Regions from separate parts of the Mus musculus genome. Here region 1 is linked to region 2. Evidence: chromatin contacts called from public Hi-C data. All regions are on one chromosome and are shown on one strand. Each heading gives the region's core, a stretch centred on a gene start, on an enhancer-like site or on the middle of the called end of the contact. The rest is flanking DNA. Distances are from core to core; before and after follow the strand shown. Region 1 overlaps Ldah (lipid droplet associated hydrolase). Region 2 has its middle 54 kb from the start of Apob.

The links. A called contact is a pair of places that touch in the nucleus more often than the background predicts.
Region 1: a Hi-C map of uterus shows a contact between it and region 2, with 4 times the contacts expected there. The contact joins two enhancer-like sites. A contact is called at or near these places in 2 of 484 Hi-C or Micro-C datasets (embryonic stem cells and uterus), 2 of 115 datasets of contacts at active chromatin or transcription factors (embryonic stem cells and pancreatic cancer cells) and 1 of 9 other capture datasets (embryonic stem cells).

The regions. Positions count from the first base shown.
Region 1 is chr12:8,241,696-8,248,271 of GRCm38.p6, forward strand. The region is part of intron 4 of Ldah (lipid droplet associated hydrolase); the gene reads left to right. Among named protein-coding and RNA genes, the nearest start is that of Gm33037, 37 kb to the left of the region's middle. Within about 2 kb of position 3,231, at least 17 of the 459 cell types and tissues checked have an H3K27ac peak or open chromatin away from gene starts, as enhancers often do. A contact at or near this core is called in uterus, where this site is marked.
Region 2 is chr12:8,028,199-8,035,290 of GRCm38.p6, forward strand. No RefSeq gene overlaps it. Among named protein-coding and RNA genes, the nearest start is that of Apob, 54 kb to the left of the region's middle. Within about 2 kb of position 1,828, at least 10 of the 459 cell types and tissues checked have an H3K27ac peak or open chromatin away from gene starts, as enhancers often do. A contact at or near this core is called in uterus, where this site is marked.

The DNA of each region.
Region 1 (6,576 bases), core at 1,981-4,480, 210 kb after region 2:
GTCTTTACATGCACATGCATATACATACATACACACACATACATGTATCGCATAGAGAGAGAAGAGACACAGACACGACTGGTATACTAGAAAATAATGTGTGTTCCTACATGAAAGGCACCTTTAGGGAGGTAAAGGTGTTGTCTGTACAACTTTGTGTTTTCATTACTCAAAGGTTTGATCTGGGGCTGGAGATGGTTCCACAGTTAGGAATAACTGTTGCTCTTACAGAGGACCTGGGTTCAATTCCCAGAACCTGCATGGTAGCTCGCAGCCATCTGTAAGTCTAGTTCCAGGGAGTCTGACACCTTCTGACATTTGCAGAATATTCTGATGTATGCATGGTATCCATCCATCCATACATACATACATACATGCAGGCATAACACTCATACAAATAAATAATCTTTTGTAAAATAAGCTAGATCTGGTTTCAATTATCTGCATTGTTGAAATTCTCCACTACGACATCCTGCCTGCCTCTCCACCACTAAACACCTGGGCCAGTTAATAACTGCTGGGGTGATCCATGCTGAAGCGTTGACATTTCAGTGTCTCTGAGACTGCACACTGCCTGCATGCCTGAAATTAACATGAAACGCTCCATTTAAGATGCATTTGACAATCAAGTAAGTTGTGGAAGCCAGAGTGTTGCAATCCCTAATCACGTTGCCAAAAATAAGTTAGCTGTTATGTTTTATAACATATGAAGTGTGATAATAAAAAACTTGTGTTCTCATCTCTTCTGTTATTTTTACTGGAATTTTTGACTCCCATAAGATTTTGAGGGCATATTTGCAGTTTGGTAGCTGATTTGTTTAGTTTTCCTTTGGTTCAGCACTTTGCAATATTTTTGTGTAATCTTTGACAACTTTGTTCTTACATCATTTAAGAGACTTACTGAGCCGGGTGTGGTGGCTCATGCCTTTAATCCCAGCACTCGGGAGGCAGAGGCAGGCAGGCGGATTTCTGAGTTCGAGGCCAGCCTGGTCTACAGAGTGAGTTCCAGGACAATCAGGGCTACACAGAGAAACCCTGTCTCAAAAAAAAAAAAAAAAAAAGAGGCTTACTGTATAATGCTGGATATATTGTCTGACCTGTAGCTCAATACAGTGCAAAATAATTGCCTGTTTTAAAATGTGGAATTAATTTTTTTTTGTTTTTCTCTTTAATCTAGTTTGATGTGTAAAAATGTAGAAATAGAAGTTTGTCAGATACTTGGAAAGCAATGTCCAGAATGGAGATTTTTTTTTCTTTAAAAAAGTGAGTTTGAAGACTGATAAGTAGTAGCTGTTCTGACTTGTAGTAGAAAACATAATTGTTTTTAGACCCACAGGATCATCTTTCGTTTTATATGTCAGAAGTCAGAGAGAGGGACCTTGTCAGGATGCAGTCTCATCTGGAGCTGCATCTTAAAGTGGAGCGTGCTTCTGTTCGCTGCGTTTATAAAGCGCGTCTAAGAATGTCCTTCAGCCTGTGGGTGCTAGATTACGGTGTGTGCCTACAGTGTGCGTGACTGGATTTATGTGGAGCTCAAGGGGTTGGAGACTCTGCAGATGGCTCTCCACCTTTCTAATGCTGGAACCCTTCAATACAGTTCCTCATACTATGGTGCCGCCAACCACAAAATTGTTTTCACTGCTACTTCATAATTGTAATTTTGCTACTGTCGTGAGTCATAATGTAAATACCTGTGTTTTCCGATGGTCTTAGTTCACCTCTGTGAAAGGTCCTTTTAACACCCAAAGGGTGTCGGTGCGACCAACAGTTTGATTGCTCACTGCTGAGGAATCAAGAGTAAGATGCAGTGGCTGGCATGTGAACAATAGGGTAGCAAGCTTCCCTCTTACCTAGAACCTGCTTTCTCAGCATCAGCCCTCTGCATGGTCAGAAGTTACCATCTGAGAAAGTCCTATCTCCATAAAGTCCAGATTAGGACTTACCTGCGCTGTGGACTGAATGGTGAGGCAATTTCTTACTTTTTCTTTTCCTTCGGGATTTACTTGGTGCTTGGGGGTCGTATCTCTCAGAGATAGCAGATCCTAATCCTGTGGTACCTGGCGTTCCCTGGGGAAAGTGCACAGTAACCGCGCTGTTTCAGAACAACCGCAGTGCCTTCCTCTCCTGGCGCTTCCACATGATAGCTTAAACGCCACAGCTCGCTTGTCCAGGTGCTGCAAGCCTTGCCCCAGGCTGTTGTTTACTTAGCTTTCTTCAGCAAGGTCTGTGGACCAGAGAGGACTTTTTATCCTCAGAGCAGTGCTAGTAACTGTTTTCCTGGTAGTGCTGTGTTGGGATAAAATGTGACCAAGAGATTTGCCTGTATTCTGAAAATTCTTATGAAACTGAGCCCTTTTCATTGTTTCTAAGAATGTGTTCTATCAGTCCATTTTGTGGGTTTCTGTCTCCTCCCTTAGTGTTAGGGGCCATTTCTTTTCCTAAAACATATTGCTGCTGCTTGCTATGGGCAGAAGAAACTGGTGGCCATGTTATACTGTGTGTCAATAACAATGAACAGTGTCTCCATAAAGATCCCAGAGAAAAAACTGGCAAAATGAGGGGCGGTCACTGTAAAAGCTCAGAGCCTTGTGCCTCTGTTTCTTTTTGTTTTTCTTTTCTGGGTGTTCTGATCTCTGTTGTGACAGGGTCTCACTTGCTAGCCTTGAGCTTTCCTAGCCCAGGCAGTCCTGCTGAAGCCTCTCCAGGGTTGATCATGTACACTGGGCATGTACACAGGGTGAGCCAGTACACTGGGCTCTTGTTTCAGTAAGTAGTTCAGATATTCAGAATCTTAGACTTAAAGTGTACGACTGCGACTGAGTAGCTTGGAAAACTTTGAGGAGAGTAAGAATGGCAAGTTGGGTTATTTAACGTGTCGATTCTGATTGCATCTCCTCCATATTAGGACAGAATAAAGTCAGACATTCTGCCAACTGTGAAGTTATCTAGACGGTCTGTGAAGAACAGCCCTACTCTATGGTGCCTCCGTGGCCCCATCCGAGTCAGGCGAGCAGCGAGCAGTACCTGTAACAGTGCTGCGTTCTGTTCAGTAGTCAGGCTAACCTTCAGGGAGGGGAAAGGAGATGATTAATGTATTGTAGTCGCTATGGCCGGAGCCCTGTTCCCTAGATCTAGAGATAAGAAGTGAAAGCAAAGTAGGGAAAAGCTGAGAGGTTCTGGCCCGGCTGAAGGAAGAACCTTCTCCCAGCTCTTAAGATGAAAAACAGCCCTGTTGGCAGGAGTTGTTGAACAAAGCACTTCTTCACAGCTGGAATGTTTGAACAAGCCTCTAGAAGTACATGTTCCATGAGATAGAAAGTGGGAGTCGCTTTGCCTTCTAAGCAATGAACCACTATGAGGGAAAGGAGAGAAACTAATAGCAGGTAAAATGTTCAGTTGGCTTGCAGTCTGATACATCTAAAGAGAACCATCAGGAGTCAGAGCCTGCACTAATTATGGGGATAGACAACAGGTAAGTTTGCTAGAAGCTGCTGAAGGGTCATGGGTGATGATGTCAGACATCCAATAAACTCAGTTCTCACTGAAGAAAAGGAAAGAAAAAGAGAAGGTGCAGTAAAAGGCAAGGAAGCAGGTGGTGGGCACGTTTGCTAGTCCAAGGGCACAAAGATGACTGCAGCATCCAGAGCAGTAATTCTCAGTGAAAGTAAATAGAGAGGGCAGGATGTATGCATCCTGGAGGAATTTTCATTTACTGCAAAGGAGGAATGAAAGATGCAGAAAATACAAGTGTACCCCAGACTGTCGCTCACAGCACCTTGGGGCATCCTCGGTCATTGCAGTGGGTGGCCGTAGTGGAAAGGGAAGACTCTAGGTTGTGCGACAGTTGTGCAGGCACAGGGCACAAGCCTGAGCAAAAAGGCTTGTTTCTTGCTTGTAATTCAAGTCCTCTTGAACATAGGCTGTCCCTGTTAGTTCTCTCTGAACGGTGTTACTCCAAAATCCAAATTGATGGCGTAGCCTCTGTCAGATGTCTTCTGGCTTCATGGAGAGGGTAGAAAGGAGGTGAGCTGCATTTAGTCTCCTTCTGAAGGTAACACTACTCCCCCCAGGCCACTGCAAGTCATGTGACCAGTGCTGGTCCATGAAGCTGGAAAGTCGACTCCTCTCCCAAGAGGAGAGATGCGTTTGTGAAAGACAAAACAGTACTTTATAAAAAACAGAACTGTGCATATTTATATTGTAATATAGGTATTTATCCTGAGACATTTGTTTCTCATTTTATAAATGTGTGCTTCTATCTCAGATTACATTCTGGAATGTATATCTAATTGTGAGTTAAAGTTCTGAAAACCATTCATCCAGACCTGTATAGCACAGAAGCTGAGAGAAGAGAGAGAAGGTCAGGCAAGGTGCAGTGAGATGCAGGACTGAGGAGCCAGGTCCCTGACACTCATCCCTCGAAAAAGGAAGTTTCTTTCCTCTCCCCTTTGCCATTGAGACCATGAACCTGACCTACTGTCAGCAAGTCACTGCAGTGACCTGGGGGTCAAGTTCTGGCACCTCTACGCCCAGGCCTCAGAAGTCTGGGAACTTCTATTTCCTTGGTGGCAGTAGGCAGCTGCTACGTAAGTGATCCAGCTGCTCGGGCATTGCCTGGCTGGCCACATGAGAAAGTCCTGAGGCACTTAGCAAAGCAGCCCTTTAGACCACTGAACACTAGCAGTGACCACAGCTGATACAAGGAGCCACACAGCCGTCCAACTGACCCCGTTTGAATTCCTCACCTGCAGGGTCCTGAGACAGAGCTCTACTTAGGGCTGAGAACAAGCTCACAGCTGGTTGATAAGGTAATGAGGTGGGCAGCGTCACCTTGCTGGAATTAACACCTGGGGGGTTGTCATGGAGAGTGCAGGGTGAAGTAAGAGACAGAAGCTGCAGAATGTTGAGTGGTAGATAATAGTCTAGAAGCTGACCGGTGGGAAGGAACATTCAATATAGGAAGAGAAGAATGATTGAGGGAGCATATTTTTCTTTTCCCCCATTTTTATCTTTATGTGTATGGGTGTTTTGCCTGCATGCATATTTGCATATCACATGCATGCAGAGCCAGAGGAGACCAGAAGAGGGTGTTGGATCCCCCCGAGACTGGATCACAGTCCACTGAGTTGTCACACGCGCTGGGAATCAGATCCCAGCCCTCTGCGAGAGCAGCAGATGACACTCTTAACCTCTGGCCATCGCTCCAGCTCCTCTGACTTAAGTGCACTTTTGTTTCTTCAAGTACACAGGGAAGTTTTCAGGGGAAGTAAGTGGATGTCTGCTTTGCAGTGAGTTTAGAGAGAATTGGAGTTGTAGAGGCAGAAAGTAAAAGAAGTTAGCATAGAGACATACTGAGGGCAAAAACTAAATTAAAAACAGCATCAGACTTGTAGAATTGAGATGGGGCATATGGGACAGTAATGTAGGACACTGCATCCTACAGAAGCAATGCACAGACATCTGTCATGTGACCCGCTAGTGAATCCACGGGGATCAGATGGTCAAACGTGAACATTCTTTACATCTTAGTTGATTTTGTGTGCCTGGATATGCAGAGGTAGTGGTCACACATGCCATCCCTGCACACGTGTAGAGGTCGGAGGACAGCTTGCAGGAGTCGATTCTCCCCTTGCTATACGGGTCTCAGGGATAGAACTTGGGTTAGCAGGCTTGGCAGCAGGCACCTTTACTCACTGAGGAACCTTGCCAGATCCAGTATATATTTATTTATGCCCATGTGGGCATAGTCTCCAAATCTCCAAGACTACTTTGTTGAAAACTGGACTCATGGAAAACTTCAACTTTTCAACTCAGCCATTGTTAGCTATTTGAATATTTTTGCAAATCCTGAAACTGCTTTCAAAGTGGAAAATTTATGTGGTCTTTTTTTTTTCTCATCTTTTCATAACTCAAGAACTATTTAATATATTTTTCTCAAACTTTGCAAAAAGAAAAATCACCTTTGGGCTGAAACTAAGCATGGAAAATTTCACCACAAAAGGCTAATTTTTTGGAAAGCTGCAAGAAAGTGAAACCCGGTTTATACTAGAGCATACCTCGTGCACGTCAGCATTGCGTTTTATCTAACAGGTATCCTCTGAGGGCTTCTGAGCACTGCGTAGATCTAGGGAGCACTGCCAGACACTGTAGAGGGCTCCCCCATCCCGCCAGCTCTTGGTGAAATGCGTTTAAAAGTCATAGGACAGGTGAAATGCCTGCTGGCTGAGCACCTCTTGTGTGAATTTTTGTGATGCCACTTTCTGGTCCAGGAGGAATTATTTTTTATTTCTGAGAATAGCAAATACCTTAAATTTTATCTTTAAAGTTTTTGAAAATGTTTCATCATATAAAAGTAAAATTATCAATTAACAAGAGACATTTGTTTCCCTTTCCCTCTGCGTTTGTTTCCCATATTTCTCACTGAGATGGTATATATTGCTGAATATGCTTCCGTTTTGTTTTGATTTGTTTTGTTTTGTGTTTTGCTTTGTTTTGTGACAGAATCTTAATCTAAAGTCCAGGCTGCCTGGAACTCGCTGTGTAACCCAGCTTGGCCTCAAACTAACCTGAGTCCTC
Region 2 (7,092 bases), core at 578-3,077:
TATTGAGCATACACACAGTAGACGGCAGCCTCCTACTTTAGACACTCCTGGGACCTAAAGGAAGAAGTGAGGCAAGACTCTCCATGAACAGAACGTTACAGATGATCGATCGCTATATTGTAACCAGATTTGATTTCTACTTCACCCTGTATTCACTAGATCCTGGAAACCATGGATCCATGTTCACTTTGAGTAATCAAAGAGTATTTGAAACTTACAAATATAAGACACTGTCTTAGTCAGGTTTTCTATTCCTGCACAAACATGACCAAGATTCAGCTGGGGAGGAAAGGGTTTATTCAGCTTACACTTTCCACATTGCTGTTGATCACCAAAGGATGCAGGACTGGAACTCAAGCAGGTCAGGAAGCAGGAGCTGATGCAGAGGCCATGGAGGGATGTTACTTACTGGCTTGCTCAGCCTGCTCTCTTATACAACCCAAGACTACCAGCCCAGAGATGGTCCCACCCACAAGGGGTCTTTCCCACTCAATCACTAATTGAGAAAATGCCTTACAGCTGGATCTCGTAGAGGCATTTCCCCAACTGAAGCTCCTTTCTCCATGATAACTCCAGCCTGTGTCAAGTTGACACACAAAACCAGCCAGTACAGACACCTTGGTGGGAAATATTCTTATAAGTGCCCTCTTGTCCTATGAACTACACTGGAGAAAACAAGTCTAGCATGCAGATTTCAGAGGTTTGGGGAATTTTTATAAAGCTTGGTACCAGGTCTGCTGAGGCAGTAGGGAAAATGTGTGTAGTCAGTATACTGGGTAGCAAAAGGGAAACCTGTTCCTATTGTCACAGAAATTCCTCTACTCAAAGAAAGAATCCAAAAATCTCAGCAACTTACTCCACTTGTGTACACGGTCTGCTTTCCTCTCTGCACCCCAGAGTGAGATGGGAACAGATTCTCTCCCTCTCCCTCTCCCTCTCCCTCCCCCTTCCCCCTCCCCCTTCCCCCACTCTCCCCATCCCCCTCTCTCCCTCTCTCCCTCTCCCTCTGATCCGTGCCTAGGGCAGCACATCCCTGGTTCTACTCTTCTCCGGGGCCAAATTCTCTTGTCCCTTGGTCACATACCATCTCTGGTACTCGATCTCCTATTTCACTCCTTCCTTCCCCTGCCAGGCATGCCTTCTTCAGGTTCTCTCACAGCTCACCTCCTCCAGGAAGTCTTCCTAGAATTTCCATGCCTCTCCTGAGCTCACTCGCCTTTGACTATTTGCCCAATAGTTGATCTCCCATTTTCTCTCACCTGGCCTAGAAGTGCCCAGACATCCCGGCAGGAATGGGTTCCTAGATCATCTAATGTACAAGACTCAGGATGGGCGCAAGTATACTAGACTATATTCCATCTGCTGTGTAAATGTGTACACAGGACTTACTGTTTTCTCTCAGGAAGGGCATACTCTATCCCTAGAGAATCTCCCTGCAGTCTTAGTTAAGTGCTTTCATGAGTACCTTTGTGAGTGGCCAGGCTGGAAAGGTAAACCAAGTTGTAAAGAACCGGGACTTAGGGAGAGGTAGGGCGCGCCCATCGTCGAGAGTACTAATCTCAGTTTTGCCTCTGTGGCACCTGTCTCATTACCTGTTGAGAGCCTTGTGTGTCTATAGCCTCACACACTCCCAGGCTCATTACGGGTGTTCAGGGAAGGTCTGAGTGTGTGGATGGTGGTAGGTCATCCAAACTCATCAAAGCCAGAGGATTATGGTCCCACTCAGACCCTGCCTTGTGGAGTTCTGCCCACCAGCCTCTGCTCAGCACTTGTGTGAGGCAGCCCAGCTCTCCACAATTTCTTATTCCTTCTTGCAGAAACTTTCAACTGCTGAACGGAACACACACTTCCTGTCAGCTTTTATTTTCATGATGGCTTGCTTACAAGCAGGCCATTCTGTTCTTGGAATTTCTTGTTAAAATATTTCATTTAATTAAGGTTTTACAACCAGCTCTGCTTTCTGTCTGTTAGAAGGTAGGGGCCAGTGTCGTTGCTCTAGCCTCTGCTCTCCTGGAGGCCAAGTCATCGAGACTCTGGGAGATCCAAGCCCAGGCCCTCAGGCTGCATTCCAAGGCTTCCAGCCTTCCACCTCAAAAGGACTGGGTGTGTCAGAGGCTGGATTTCCATCACAGGCCCCACTGGAGACCAGAGGGCCACCAGAGATGTTGCCTAAGTACCCTCTGTTGGGACTCTTTCTCTGCCTGTGTCTAAATCCCAACCTTTATCCAGAGAAAGTGCACAGGTGTTTATAAGCAGCCCACAGCATCTGTGTTCTCTCCAACCTCTCAACCCACTCTTTCCTATGCTGCTTCCTGACCCTATTGTTCTAGCTTTTCTGACACTGCACCCACCTACCCCCTGCCCTTAGAGCCCCTCTCAGCTCCATGGGCAGAATGCCACATTCATTCTCTGTCTACCTTCCACATGTGAATACAACCCTGCCGTGCATCATTCCCCAACATTATCCTCTGAACACACCTGGGTCCAGGGAAGCTCTGCCATCACCTTCATGGGCCAGAGAGGTCTCTGAGCTGTTGAATGGGATAAACGTGACTGCCTTTTCCCTAAGCAAGAGTGGCCCCAGGCGAAGTGGTTTCGAAAGGTAGTCTCTCCAAAGTGTGGGTGCTTTGGTCCTTCTTAGGAGAACAAAATACTCACAGGAGCAAGTATGGAGATAAAGTGTAGAGCAGAGACTAAAGGAAAGGCCACCTAGAGACTACCCCACCAAGGGAATTAATCCCATATACAGTTACCAAACCCAGACACTATTGTGGATGCCAAGAAGTGCGTGCTGAAAGGAGCCTGATATGGCTGTCTCCTGAGAGGCCCTGCCAGAGCCTTACAAATACAGAGACAGATGCTCACAGCCAATCATTGGACTGAGCACGGGGTCCCCATTAGAGGAGTTAAAGAAAGGACTGAAGGAGTTGAAGGGGTTTGCAACCCCATAGGAAGAACAACAATATCAACCAACCACACCCCCCAGAGCTCCTAGGGACTAAGCCATCAACAAAGGAGTACACATGGCTCCAGCTGCATATGTAGCAGAGGATGGCCTTGTCATGCATCAATGAGAGAAGAGGTCCTTGGTCCTATGAAGGCTCCAGTATAGGGGAATCAAGGATAGAGAAGTGGGAGTGGGTGGGTGGTGAGTAGGTGGAGGAACACCCTCATGGAAACAGGGGCAGGGAGGATGGCAAGGGGGTTTCGGGAGAGGGGTAAACTGGAAAAGGAGATAACATTTGAAATGTAAATAAAGAAAATATCCAATAAAAATTTTTTTAAAGGTGGGCTCTACAGAGATGGGAGCTGCTCTAGTCACTCAGCCCAAAACTCCAAGGACCTCTTTGTACAACAAACCAGCCAGGCTCCCCCTCTCCGTGTTCCACAGCCCCAATGCAAAGCCCAGAGTCGGGATAGCCCAAGAAGAACAAAAGTCAGGCACCCCTATTCTCCTACCAGTTTACAGCCTGGCAGTAGCCATCCCCTGGCCTGTCACAGGGTTACAATGGAGACAGATCTCTGCTTTTCTGAGCTCCTTCATCCAAGGCAGGTGGCTTCCTGACCCCACCCAATACCTGGCCTTAGAGAAGCACTGGGTAATTCTGGGCTCGTTGTTGACAGTTGCTAAGATGCCAGCTGCCACCTGTCAGGAATGTGCAGTCAGGGGTGTAGCAAAACGTGCTGTTTTCCCACACTTGTATTCCAAAAGGTTACAGGCCGTGGGTGCCTAATAGGCAGAACATTAGATCACTTGTCTCATTTAGAACAATAATCCGTTTCGCTAGGGGTCAGCTTAACACAAAGAGTCTGTCCAGACCAGGGCCCTTGATACGACTTAGCCCTCCCTTGAAACTAATGAAATTTTCAACTCGTGGGTACTTGAGTTAATAAAGTGTGCCACACATCTGCTCTGGCCACTGGCAGAAAAAAAGCCCCGAGGTTCAATTTTGAGATCACTGACATAGTGTTTGAGTGGTCCCCCGCTGGCACCTGGCGGGACACCAAATTAAGGAAAGCCCGCACAATGAATGTGTGTGAGAGAGAAAAAAACCAACATGAGTGTATACACACAGAGGCCAAGGACCCCCTCGGGGAGGGTGAGAGAGGGGAGGCCTTGGAATTATAGGAGGGAGGATTGATGGGGTGCTACCGCTGGGATTTCACGCCAGTGGCCTACAGGTAATGAATTATTTTAAAAGGAAATTGGCACCAACATGATCTTAGGTCGAAAAGTAAAAGGGGCGTGTTTTCTGTCCCATCCATGCTGAATTAACTGAGTATGCTAATGTGAGTGCCTGTGAACCAAACAGAAAGCTGTGGGGTGGGGGCAGAGAGGTGAGTTCTAAGCCTCATAGACCCACCCAGAGATCTCAGCTCTTCTCCCTCCTCCATTGCTACTGCTCACCTCCCCACTGAGGGCATTGTGTTGGCCTCAGGCTTGCTCAGGAAACAGGAGGAGCCCATTGCCTGCTGGGATATGAACTAGTCACTAGTTAAGAAACGAACTTAATCCCACCAGCAGTGGAGGAGTGTTCCTCTTTCTCCACATCCTCACCAGCATCTACTGTCACCTGAGTTTTTGATCTTAGCCATTCTGACTGCTGTGAGGTGGAATCTCAGGGTTGTTTTGATTTGCATTTCCCTGATGACTAAGGATGTTGAACATTTTTTTTTAGGTGCTTCTCAGCCATTCAGTATTCCTCAGTTGAGAATTCTTTGTTTAGCTCTGTGGACATAGTACTACCAGAGGATCCAGCAATACCACTCCTAGGCATATACCCAGAAAATGCTCCAACATGTAATAAGAACACGTGCTCCACTATGTTCATAGCAGCCTTATTTATAATAGCCAGAAGCTAGAAAGAATCCAGATGTCCCTCGACAGAGGAATGGATACAGAAAATGTGGTACATTTACATAATGGAGTACTACACAGCTATTAAAAACAATGAATTTATGAAATTCTTAGACAAATGGATGGATCTGGAGGATATCATCCTGAGTGAGGTAACCCAATCACAATAGAACACACATGATATGCACTCACTGATAAGTGGATATTAGCCCAGAAGCTCAGAATACCCAAGATACAATTCGAAAAAAACATGAAACTCAAGACGAAGGAAGACCAAAGTGTGGATACTTTGATCCTTTTTAGAAGGGGGAACAAAATACCCACGGAAGGAGCTACAGAGACAAAGTATGAAGCAGAGACTGAAGGAATGACCATCCAGAGACTGCCCCACCTGGGAATCCATCCCATAAACAACCACCAAAACCAGACACTATTGTGGATGCTAACAAGAGCTTGCTGACAAGAGCCTGATAAAGCTGTCTTCTGAGAGGCTCTGCCAGTGCCTGACAAATACAGAAGTAGATACTCACAGCCATCCAGTGGATGGAGCACAGAGTCCCCAATGAAGGAGCAAGAGAAAGTATCCAAGGAGCTGAAGGGGTTTGCAGCCCCATAGGAAGAATAACAACATGAACTAACCAGTACCTCCAGAGCTCCCCGGGACTAAACCACCAACCAAAGAAAATATATAGTGGGATCGTGTCTCTAGCTGCATAAGTAGCAGAGGATGGCCTAGTTGGTCATCAATGGGAGGAAAGGCCCTAGGTCCTGTGAAGGTTATATGCCCCAGTAGAGGGGAATGCCAGGGCCAGGAAGTAGGAGTGGGTGGATTGGTGAGCAGGGATGGGGGAGGAGGTAGAGAGTTTTCAGAGGGGAAACTAGGGAAGAGGATAACATTTGAAATAAAGAAAATATCTAATAAAAAATAGAAATCAGCCGGGCGGTAGTGGTGCACACCTTTAATCCCAGCACTTGGGGGGCAGAGGCAGGCAGAGTTCTAAGTTCGAGGCTAGCCTGGTCTACAAAGTGAGTTCCAGGACAGCCAGGGCTATACAGAGAAACCCTGTCTTTAAAAAAAAATCAAAAATAAATAAATAAACTGAGGTGAAAAAGAAAAGAAGAGAAAGAGGAGAGGAGGGGAGGGGAGGGGAGGGAAGGGGAGGGGAGGGAAGGGAAGGGAAGGGAAGGGAAGGGAAGGGAAGGGAAGGGAAGGCAAGGGAAGGGAAGGAACTCTGTGAAGCCTGGTGTGTTTCCTCTCCTGACACTGGAAGACACCGAGAACTGAGGAAAGAGAGTGGATCTGAACCTACTGTGGTCTTCCCAAGAGGATGTCATGGAGTCCTCCTCATACCCAAGGCCTGTCTCCCAAGAAATGCTGTGCTGTTGGGTCAGTTTGCTTTAAGACCAGGCCAAGGATGTCCCCTCTCTGGAAGCTAAAATGGGCCTTAGTTCAGGCCGTGCCTTCCTCTTGGCTCATCCAAGTCCCTCCCTCGGGTGTACATTATGAGAGTATTTACGCACAGGGCTGCAGGGGGGATCCCAGAGAAAAGAGCAGATGCTCATACACACCCCCCCCATAAAATAGCCCCCAGGGGTCTTTCAATGTGATTTTAGCCATCAAGTATAGAGGTGTGAAGGGCTAGAAAAAGGCCACACCACCTCCAAAGAGTTTGGCTGGCCCTTCTCCTGAGGTGGGCTCAGCTTGACTAGAAGGGTACCCTACTTCCAGTAGGGTAGAAGACACGTGGCTACTTGTCTTTAGTTCTTCTGTTACCACCGTTTACCTCAAGCATCTCTACTCCAGTGTTGATGGAGACTGAGAGGGGAGAACACAGCAGGACAGGTAGACCAGGCAAACTGTTCATGTCCATATGAGGAGACTCATTGACCAATGCTTCAGTCACTGTGTAGCCGACCAATGCTGCTGACACATAAGGACGGGAGCTCACAAATATGGCTGACAAGGCTTTGCCATGGCTTTCCACCACTTGCCATCTGCCAGTGGCATGTCACCTCATCACTCCTACAAAGCTCCCTGAATTATTGTCCTCTGGCAAGCCTTTTTTCACTTACTTCCCCTACCAGGAGTCTTTCCTCAGCTGTCAGCCCTCTTTCACTCTGCTGGCCTGGCCTGGGAAACTCCCATAGCCACACCTTGGTTTCACAAGCTTTGACCCCTCGGCAGCTTGATGGGAGCCCAGGTCTCCAGTGGAGCTAAGCAAAGCCTTAGCAAT